Linked DNA regions of Mus musculus: regions 1 and 2 are each linked to region 3. The links are chromatin contacts, called in public promoter capture Hi-C maps. All regions are on one chromosome and are shown on one strand. The core of a region is the stretch at or near the end of the contact, and the rest is flanking DNA. Distances in the headings are between cores, read along the strand shown. Region 1 holds the start of Brd3 (bromodomain containing 3). Region 2 holds the start of Cacfd1 (calcium channel flower domain containing 1). Region 3 holds the start of Camsap1 (calmodulin regulated spectrin-associated protein 1).

Region 1 (3,523 bases), core at 960-3,459, 1.5 Mb before region 3:
ACTGTCCTCTAATTTCCACATGTGCTCTGTGCCACATGTACACACACACATACACAGTTACACACACACACATACAGTTACACACATAGTTAGACACACATACAGTTACACACATACAGTTAGACACACAAAGTTACATACACAGGTACACATACAGTTACATACACATACACAGTTACACACACACACAGTTATACATAGTTACACACACATACACTGTTACACACACATGCACTGTTACACACACATACACAGTTACACACATAGTTATACATAGTTACACACACATACACTGTTACACACACAGTTACACAATACACAGTTACACACACAGTTACATACACATACACAGTTATACACACACCTAATTACACACAGTTACACACACATAGTTACGCACATGTACACAGTTATACACAGTTACAGTTACACACACATACACTGTTACACACACAGTTATATACACATACACAGTTACACACACATAGTTACACACATACACAGTTACGCACACATGCACAGTCACACACACAGTTACACACACTGTTACAAACACATAGTTACACACATGTACATAGTTACACACACACATACATAGTTACACACACACTCACACACACACACAGAGTTTTCTGGGTTTTGTTTAAAAAGTTAACTGGCAAGTCCCTTGTCCTAGTAGCCAGAGTGCTCAGTGTGTCCAGAAAGGTGAGACCCAGATGGCAGGAATGATAATAGAACCTGCAAGGTGACTGCAGTTCTGCAAGCTCCCAGTCATGGCTTTGCTGGGGAGCCTGGGTTCAAGAGTTTAAGGACTCTAACTTAGAGCCTCCCAGGTCTTGCTCTCCTACCCTGTGTTCAGTCTGCGACTAAACAGCAGGGCTTCCTTGCAGTGGCCACCTCGCCCCAGGGTGTGAGAAGCACCCATGCTGTAGACCAAAGAGGAGACAAGAAGAGCCTGGAGAGGCTCCAGCTTGTCCTCAAATCTCTTCCAAGGACCCTGGGCTTGGAGCTTGGGACCTCTGAGACCAAGGATGTCACTTTGCCTTCTTGAGCCTTTTTCATTTTCAGGTACAGAACATATTCGTTGTGTATGTGTGTGTATGTGTGTGTGTACGTGTGTGTGTGTGTGTGTGTGTGTGTGTGTGTCTGGTATTTAATACCATAACCACCTGTGCATTTCTTGCATGCAGCAAAGTGCCCGCTCAGCCAGAAATAAACTCAGTGACACCAGGATCTTGGAATAGGTCCAGCTCACAGCAGAATTGGAACCCTGCATTGGCAGGCAGGTTCAGCGGGCACTGATGGAAAAACTTGTTTTGTTTGTAACGTTTTTGTTGGGGTCTATCACACACCCACCTTAAATTACAACTGGATAAAAACTGACTAACGTAGGCACCATTGTAATTTTCACCAAAACCAAGATCTGAAGTGTGACCCCGTCCTAACCCTTTCAAAACGCAGAAAAAGGGCGGGACTTAATCTCATTCCTGTCTTTCCATAGGCACATGGGGACACACTGAGACTCCAGAGAGGGAAAGTTGGCTGGCACAGCCTGAAGCATCCCTTACTGGTGTCTAGCTTTGGAGAATCCGCCTTTTTCCGGCACCACCAGCCAGGTCTCTTACGGAGTCCCCAGGTCTTCAACCCGCCCCAGGATTTTGGGGCGGGATTGATCGCGACTCCTCCCTGGCAAGGACCGCCCTGCGCGCGCCCTCGCCAGGCTAATTAGGCGCGCGGTTTGTTTACAAACATGGGCTGGGGCCGGTGCGCGCCTCCCTGCTTGTGAGCATTCGGGGTTTGAGGGAGGCCTCGGGGTACCCGGGTAGTGACCCCAGGGTGCTAACTGCGTTCCCGCCTTTCCCACGTTTTCCTAGGCTTCTGGAAATCCGCCCACCAGTTCTTATTCCCTGCGTGTGGCTGAGAACGCTAAAGTGAAGGCGCGCGGGCGGGCCAAGGTTCCAGCGTCGCCTCGGGTCCTGGCGGGCAACCTCCCAGCCCCGCCCCCACGCGCCCCTAGGCCGGGCCCGCTGGCGGCCAGGGCGGCCGGGCGGGCGGCCGGGGGCGCGCGGGGCGGGGCACGGCGTGGCGCCGGCGGGGCCGGGACATGTAGTCCGTGCGCCTCGGCCTCCCCTGGGCGGCCCTGGCGCGAGCCCGGGCGCGGACTACGACTCCCGCCAGGCGCCGCGGCGTAGCGCATGAGCCCTGTACAGCTCCGGCGCGTCTATTATGCTGCCGGGGCCGGCGAGCCAAAGAGGAGCCGGCCGCGCGGGCCGGGAGCAGACGGCGCTGGAGCCGCCTAGGCCAAGTACGCCTTTTTCTCGTTTCCTTGTACACTCTGGGCGGCGGCGGCGGTGGCGGTGGCGGCGGCGGACTTGGCTGAGAGAACACGGCCCGGAACGCATGGTGCAGGCCTCCCGCGCGTCTCGAAGCCCGGAGCCCGGGGCCGCCGCCTTTGTGCGCGGCCGCGATGCAACAAAGCGGGGCGGCCGCCTGCCCGGGGTCGCAGCGACTGCGCGGGCTCCGCTGCCCTCCGCCTTGCGCTGTGCGCCCGCGGCTTGCCGGTCGCCTCGGGCCGGACTGGGAGGCGTCGCCTTGGTCGGAGCGCCCAGCCTGGACTTGGCACAGCCCGCGCTCTCTGCGCCAGCCCTCCCTCACGGAAGGGATTTTTTTTTCCTTTCCCCTTTTCCTCTGCCCGCCATCTTCCGAAGGGGACTGCCTGGAGGATGCGCGGCGCGGGAAGGTGCGCGCGGTGTGCCCAGGGTCGCTCCGGCGCCACTTAGGGCGGATCGTCGCAGGGCAGGCCAGGCTGGGCCTGGACACCGCTGGAGCCTTGCAAGTGGGGCAGCCGCGGCGTGGCTTGGGGGGCGGCGGCTGCATTTGCAGAGTTATGGCCCGGGAGACGACTTTGCGCGCTTACGAGTTACTGGATTATTGCAGCCAGGCCAGGAGGAAACCCAGTTCATGTTTTGAAATCAGCCTAAACGAGTACTTAATCCGGGCGAGGTCGATTCGGATTGAGGTGGAAGGGGTGGGGTGCACGTCTTTTTCTTACTTCGTGTATAACACGCAAGCTAGTTGGGTGAGGAATGCGCACCCCAAAGCCTCTCGTATGTAAGGTTCTTGAGGATTCCCGGTGAAAAATCCTGGCGGCTTGGGGAAGTTCTCTCCACCAGTTGCTGCGACGGGGGCAGGGCTAACGAGGAAGCCATAAACAGTCTTCTTGCCCTGGGGCGGCGGGGGGGGGGCGGTAAGGAGCGGGAAGGGGGCTCACTGGGAGCCGGGGCATACCTTTTGTGAGTTCATACTTTAGGGCTCAATTTTAAGGCTCTGCCCTTTGCAATTTTGATTAAGAGCTTTCTGCCAGAAATAAGTGCACAGCTGTTGTTTCTCTACCTTAAACTTCTTAACTGTATAAGTTTGTGTCTCTGAGGTCATTCTTGTGTTCTTCAGTGGCTAACATGGGACTGGGTGCAGGAAGAGAAATGAGTGAAGGAATTGAAGGGCTCAGGTCCTGTCCCCCTTA
Region 2 (3,128 bases), core at 361-2,860, 1.0 Mb before region 3:
ACTCCACCATGCTGTCCTACAGAGCCACCTTTGGGAGGACCAGGTCGCAACTCAGACGAACAGGAGTCCTTTGACAACCAAGGACTCAAATACATCCACTCACTTGGGGTGCTAATAATGCTCATGTCTTCCATATAAAGGAGATGTCCCTATAATCCTTTCTTCCTCTGTCTACAGAGGTCTTTGGGACCAGAATAAATCCCTCCAATAAATAATAAGCCCCTTAGAATATCCTCCATTCCAAGAGAGGATAGCCCTATGTCAAAGTGACCGGCTAAGCCATAGCTCCTGCCAAACCCCTATTGAGTTTTTAAAGCAAATACACGATATCCTTCCCTCCTATGATATGCCAGTATTCAAAACCTTGATGTCCACCCCCCTGATCCCAATGATCAGGTTCAGGGAACAATTTAAGCTACGGCCACAGGTCTCCAGTAAGGTTTCACTGATAGCTTGGCTCGGCAGGAGGATTAGGGAGGCCTTCGGGAGTAGCACAGGTACCCACAGGAAGTATGGGACTGGGTGGGATTTCCAAAGTCAATCTAATCTAGAAATCACCTGGTCACTGACTGAATCACCATGACGGAGGGAGGATAGCCGCCTACAGGTCATGGTCAGGCCCTTCCTTGTCCCTCACCCCTTAATACCACCTTGAACTAGCTAACTGCACTGAAGAGGATTTGATCAACCTCAGCAGACTTCTTCCAGAGCTGCCTTACCAGGGCAGCACATACCTAACTCTACCCTATCCATCTGACTAGCAAGATCGTCTGGACAGATGGGGCTCCAAGGTATTCCTCCAGACAGGAAAACGGATGAGTCTTCCCCTACCCACACAGTTCCTGCTCTGGTACCAGGTAGGCAATGGATCCTCGGGCCTTCCCAGCACTCACCTGGACTTCTAGGAATTCACAATGAAAGGGACACCCAGGATTTAGCAAACACACTGTTTGGAAGGCCAGCAACATAGCTGCACTGAAGAGGCGGACCTGCCTTCCTCTTTACAAGAGCAGAGAAAGCTTGCTGGTGTGGAGGATACTAGGCCGACGAGAAGCATTAGGAGAGTGTGGACAGTAGGAACCCGAGGAGAACTCCGATCACTGCCCAGCCACCCTGAGGGGCCACTCTTCTCCTGGCACCATCTGACCCCCAAGCAAACTTCCCAGCCTGTGGAGAGCTGCCCCCCATTTATGAACAAGTTTTGTCCAAAGGCTGGGAACTTGGCAGTCCCACCCCAGCCCAGGTAAGCATCACCAGGCCGAGGCAGGGCCGGGAAGGGGCAGACGCGCGTCCTCTGTGAGTCTCATTTCCTCTGATCAGGGCCGCAACAACTGGGCAGTAAGCCATCGAGTTCCGGCGGTGGACTGCAGGCCTGAGGCCGGGAGCCATGGCAACCCCGGGGACGCCCGCTCCCTGGACCCGATACTCACACACCGCTCCTAGCACTCCCGCCAGGCGGCACAGCCAGCGGTACCACCAAGTCATGCCCTCTTCCTGTGCCGGCGGGGCTGGGCCCGCGGCCGCTCCGGCGGCGCCCGAGCCGCTCATGCTAAACGCTGCGCGCAGCCCCAGGCGCGCACAAAGAGACGTGTCCACCCGCGCGCGGCCTTGTGGGAGAGGTGGTGATTAGCATAGGGGCGGGCCCGCAGGCCATAGCCGGGGGGCGGGGGGAGGGCGGGAGGAAATGGAGTATAGCATAAGGGGCGTGTTTACAGACTGTCAGACGCCCTTTGCCACCCAGCAGGTGCGCTGGATCCGGTCTGGCCTTTCCTCTTTGCAAGATTGGAAGACGTCATCCAGAAGTGGCAAAGGCCTTGTTCAGACCTCCAAGGAACTCCGCCTTGCAGTAGAATGAGCTTTCGAGCTAGGCTTGTAATGGGCGGCAGGTTATGGGAGGAAAACTCCAGTCTGGTATCCTGTATCCTTTATTAACCACTGGGGGCTGGGACTGTTTTTCTGATCTCCACCTCCCAGTCCCAGCCCTTCTGCACCTGGAAAAGGTCACTAAAAGAGGTTCCCTAAGGCTAGCAGGCATTAGAACTTCTAAAGAGGCTAAAGTTGCATACTCCCCGGCTGTTGGAGAGAAACCTAGGACAGAGCCAGGCTGTCGTCCTGTTCCGATGTCCTAGGTGAGATGGTCCAATACTCGCCCTGGAGACTGGCATGTGCCTCCAGGAAGCCAGGGCTAAACTCCAGTTCAGCCTCGCTGCCTTCGGACTCCCAGTAGAGCACCTGCTGCCCCCAAAATGTTGTGGTCCTCAGACTGTGGATGTCCCTGATCTGTGGAGAAGCAAGTAGCCAGAACAGGCCATGAGTGATCATTATTTATAAACTCCTGGCTACTCAGAGTCATTTTTGTTTCTTAAAGGAGCCCACATGAGGGACACTCGGTTCTACCCAAGAAACTCCCCAGAACACACAACCAGGTACAAGAGCTAGGATCCTGCTCAAGACTAAGTCTGAGGTGCTCTGGTGCCTTGTAGAGCATACTGAATCGCAACCCTACCTATGCTCTTCTGAAAACAAACAAAACACCAGACACAAACACGATGCTTCCACGCTGGGTCAACAGGCAATGGACTCCCAGGGAAGGCCTTCTCTCTTCCTTCTTGTGGGTAGAGCCACAAGCATTCCCTGGTGAGTGAGTGAGTGGCAGAAACCCTCCTTCCCATTCTTTCCAATAATTTTGAAGTTTTGGATGAAAAATAAGCTAAAAGTGTTCCCTAATGCCAACACTCCCTCCCTCCTTCCTAGAGACAGCTCTCCAGAATCGTATCAAAAGATTACCCCCTTTTTGTCCCCATCCTCGTGGCCTCACCGAGACATAGTTGGCATTGGTCCCCTCAGAAGCAGTGCCCATATCACTGGCCAGGGCGCGGATGGCAATGCGGGCCTGTGGAGCCACACTGATGAAGACCCTGCAGGTCCCTGCCTTCCTCCCGTCTGGGCTCAGTGAGGGACTCACAATTTCACCCCGAGGTCCAAAGAGCTGCCTGTCACATTCTGCAGGCAAGAACAATGATAGGCTGGGTGAGGGCCACCTCAGGGAGACTACTGACACCAGGGGGTTCCCTGACTGCCTCTCCCGTCCCTCTGGTGGGCCTTTACTCTGTCCACTTCTAATAGAC
Region 3 (3,415 bases), core at 301-2,800:
CCCCCCCCCGGCCCCATCCCAGTCCGGCCAAGTTCTGCTGTCCCACCACCTTTGGCCCCAAGTCTGAGCCTTGCTGGTTTTACACACCGGGGTTTAGATCAGCCTACCATAGCAGCCCAGTCTACTGCTCCTCGGACAGACACTAGGCTCACTTTTTACTCCTTTCTGCCCAAATGTCATTCTCTTCGGTCTCTCCATGGGTACCCAGCCCTAACCAATTTTTATTTCATTTTATTTTAAACAGGGTCTCACTATGTGGTTTTGGCTGACCTGGAACTCGATTAGAAACAGGGTGGCTCTGAAGTCACTGAGATGCACTTGCCTCTGCCTCCCAAGTGCTGGGTTCAAGATACTTGCCACATGAGGCCACTATCCATTTTTTGTTTGTTTTGTTTTTTGAGACAGGGTCTCATCTCCAGTAGCTGAAGCCGGCCTTGAATTTCATCTAGATCCTCCTGCCTCCAGTCTCCCCACTGCAGGGATTACAATCATGGGATACCATGCCCAGGCTCATCCGCGGCTCTTTCTGACTACATCATACATGCACTTGGACTTGAGGGACAGCTACCTGTACAACATCCACTCTACACACTGCCTTCTTCATACATAGGGCGGCTCTGGCAATGACAGAAGTTAAACACCTTGAAGTTTGCAGATGATGGTTAGTAAGGTCACCCACGCCCGGGCCGGAGGGTTCCTGAGCCTTCCCAGGGGCTGGTGCGCACACAGTCCGCTCTTCAGTGACATCTTTCTCCTTCCGCACCCAGTTTTCAAAAATATACTATTGCTCCTTTCAAGCACTAAAATGCAGGTCACACGCGACGATGGTCCTAGGCTGGCATCCATTTCCCTTAGATGCCAAAACTGGTTGAGAGATCTGATAGTGCCCACCGAGGAGGAGGAGGAGGCGGAGCTCGCGGTTGCTCCGGACTCCCGAGAGCTGCGGGGATTGTTTCTCTGGGCTAATCTCAGGCGCAGTTCTCGAGCCGCACACACTCTGCGACGCCCACTTTCTGCCAGTCCGGGCGGAGACGTCTTGGCATCTCAGTCCACAGATGCAGCACCGGTGCAGACTCTAAGGGCGCTCAGTTCTCAGAGAGCTGGCCTTGCCAGAGGTAGAGGCGAACGTCTCTGCACACAGGACTGAGGCTCAATCAAGGCCAGAGATTAGTCTCTCAAGTTGCTAGGAAACAGGCTAGCCCTCAGAAGAGAATACTGCGCCTGCGCGGGATCCGGACAGGGGCGTGTCCACTGTGCCGGGGGGTGGGCGGGGAGGGGCCGGATGGACTAGCGTGTATGCAGCCTTGAGGACGAAGTAGAGGCGGGGCCGAGGGTGTGTCCATAGCTACTAAGGACACGGACTGGGCTAGGTTAGAGGGGCGTGCCTACTCTGCAGGACCAGGGCTGGGGGCGGGGCTGAGGGTGTACCCAGAGCATCTGAAGAAGGGGACAGGTACGGAGCCTTCAGGAGGAGGGCGGGGCGAGCGGGCGGTGTTACGGGCGGTGCCTACTGCGCTTGCGGAGAAAGGTGGGGCTGCGGGGGGCGGTAAGTGCGCCTGCGTGACGCGGCGGCGGCGCGTTAGCTCCCACCCGTTGGCCGCCGCCTCAGCTGCCGCTTCTCCTGGGCCGCGCACGCGCCTCCGCCACCGCCCCCGGCCCGTGCTCGCACCGCGCTTGCCCCGCGCCTGCCCCGCGCCTTCCTCGGCCGGCGCTTGCCCGCCGCCGCCTGCCCGGCCCGCTCGGCGCCTTCTCGGCCTCGGCTCGGCGCCCGCAGCATGCAGCAGCCTGGGTGGCGGCGGCGGCCGTGAAGTAAGGGCCGTGCGCCCGGGCGGGCGGCGCGGGAGGGCGGCGGCGTCTTTGTTGCGGCCGGGCTGCCGCGGCCTTTGTCTGCAGATGGTGGACGCGGGCGGTCGCTGTGCCGCCGAAGGCTGGAGGAGGATGGAGGCGCCCCCGGAGGGCGCCGACCTGGTGCCGCTGGACCGCTACGACGCGGCGCGGGCCAAGATCGCCGCCAACCTGCAGTGGATCTGTGCGAAGGCCTATGGCCTAGGTGGGCGGGCGCGGCGGGGTCCGGGGTCGGGGGATGGGATTACAGGGAGACGGACGGGGAATGAATCCGGTTCCAGGATGGTACTAGAGGGGAGCCGACGGGGAACGCACTGGTTTCGGATGCGACCGGGAGGTGTCGGACGGGTATAGGAGCCGGGGTATGGGACCAGAACTGGGGTCGGACTACGACGGGGGATGGGACCAGAGGGGAACGCGACGGCCGCAGAATGGGACCAGAGGGAGACCGACGGAAACGACCAGGTATGAGACCAGAGGGGTCAGAAAAGGGACTGACATGCTGGGGGATGAGAGCAGAGAGTTTCGGACGTTGGACAGACGGGGCAGGTTGGGACCAGAGGGGATCTGACGGGTCTTGGGGGGATGAGACGCACGGGAGGAGGTTGTAAGGTCTAGGGACAAGGAATGGAGACAGAGCCAAGATTGAGAATGAGGCCGGTGACAGGGCCAAGGCGCGCCTTCGCGTGGTGTCAGTTCAAGTCTTGCTGTTCTGGCGGCGGCCCAGGTGAGCGAGCGCTGAGGTAGCCCAGGGTCGGTCCAGGCATGGGACTGTGTTCGCGTGTCATCCATGCTCTCTGAGTCTCGGTGGGTGGAGGGTGCCTATCATGTGCAGTGTTATTCTCTGGCAATTGGACTGGTCCTCTAAGTCCAAGAAAGACTCTTACCTAAATAACCACTGCTTAGCTGTTCCTTACTGCATCAGGGTGACTAGAAGGCTGGATAGTTTGAGACTTAGTCTCAAACTAGAGTTCCAGCCAATCTGGTTTATATATTATGAAATTTGGTACTTAACAGAACAGAAGTTATTGGATACTCCAAAGATACATTATGTGTAATACAGATTGTATAGAAACCATCATCTCCTTTGGTTAATTCCTGTTGTAAAGAGCAAGGTAACCTTGTTTATGAAGCCTAATATGCTTAGTAGGATTAGGATTCTCTGATTTGGTGCTCTGGGAACATTGCAGACCAAATAGTGCTGGTAATGAGTTGGTTGGGAGGCTCTAGTATCAGGGCAGGTGTCTTGTTTTAGGCATAAAACTATGATAAATGAAGCATAAATTACCCTTGTGCTGGCAAAAACATTACCTGAAGACTTGGGTTACTGAGATAACCCTTTCAGGAAAGGGTTAGGTGACCACTTTGGAAAACTTGCTAAGCAGGTGTGCTCGGTGACAGTGGCCTCCAACTAGTCATAAGAACAAACTGTTTTGTGAGTCTTGGGATTAAATAAACTGCTTTATTTTAAATTTACTTCTGTGGTATAAAACTAGCAGTGAGGAAGAAATTCTTTTATAGTTTTCAGTGTTATAATTCTTGGTCACTGTTTCTATTCAGTGCAGGGCTT

Evidence for each region. Promoter capture Hi-C pulls out the DNA fragments that hold promoters and counts their contacts.
Region 1: a promoter capture Hi-C map of pre-B cells shows a contact between it and region 3, with 2.7 times the contacts expected there. The contact joins the promoter of Brd3 here to the promoter of Camsap1 in region 3. A contact is called at or near these places in 1 of 39 promoter capture datasets (pre-B cells) and 1 of 484 Hi-C or Micro-C datasets (B cells).
Region 2: a contact with region 3 is called in a promoter capture Hi-C map of liver, with 2.6 times the contacts expected there. The contact joins the promoter of Cacfd1 here to the promoter of Camsap1 in region 3. A contact is called at or near these places in 2 of 39 promoter capture datasets (liver and pre-B cells).

The regions. Positions count from the first base shown.
Region 1 is chr2:27,474,359-27,477,881 of GRCm38.p6, reverse strand. Brd3 (bromodomain containing 3) reads left to right here and starts at 2,209. Exons shown (of 12, transcript NM_001113573.1): 1 at 2,209-2,305.
Region 2 is chr2:27,008,408-27,011,535 of GRCm38.p6, reverse strand. It overlaps Cacfd1 (calcium channel flower domain containing 1), which reads right to left and starts at 1,610. Exons shown (of 6, transcript NM_029862.4): 1 at 1,431-1,610. The coding sequence starts at 1,548. Adamts13 (a disintegrin-like and metallopeptidase (reprolysin type) with thrombospondin type 1 motif, 13) reads right to left here. Exons shown (of 29, transcript NM_001001322.2): 28 at 2,819-3,003; 29 at 1,911-2,280. The coding sequence ends at 2,089.
Region 3 is chr2:25,981,417-25,984,831 of GRCm38.p6, reverse strand. It overlaps Camsap1 (calmodulin regulated spectrin-associated protein 1), which reads left to right and starts at 1,550. Exons shown (of 18, transcript NM_001372499.1): 1 at 1,550-2,050. The coding sequence starts at 1,894.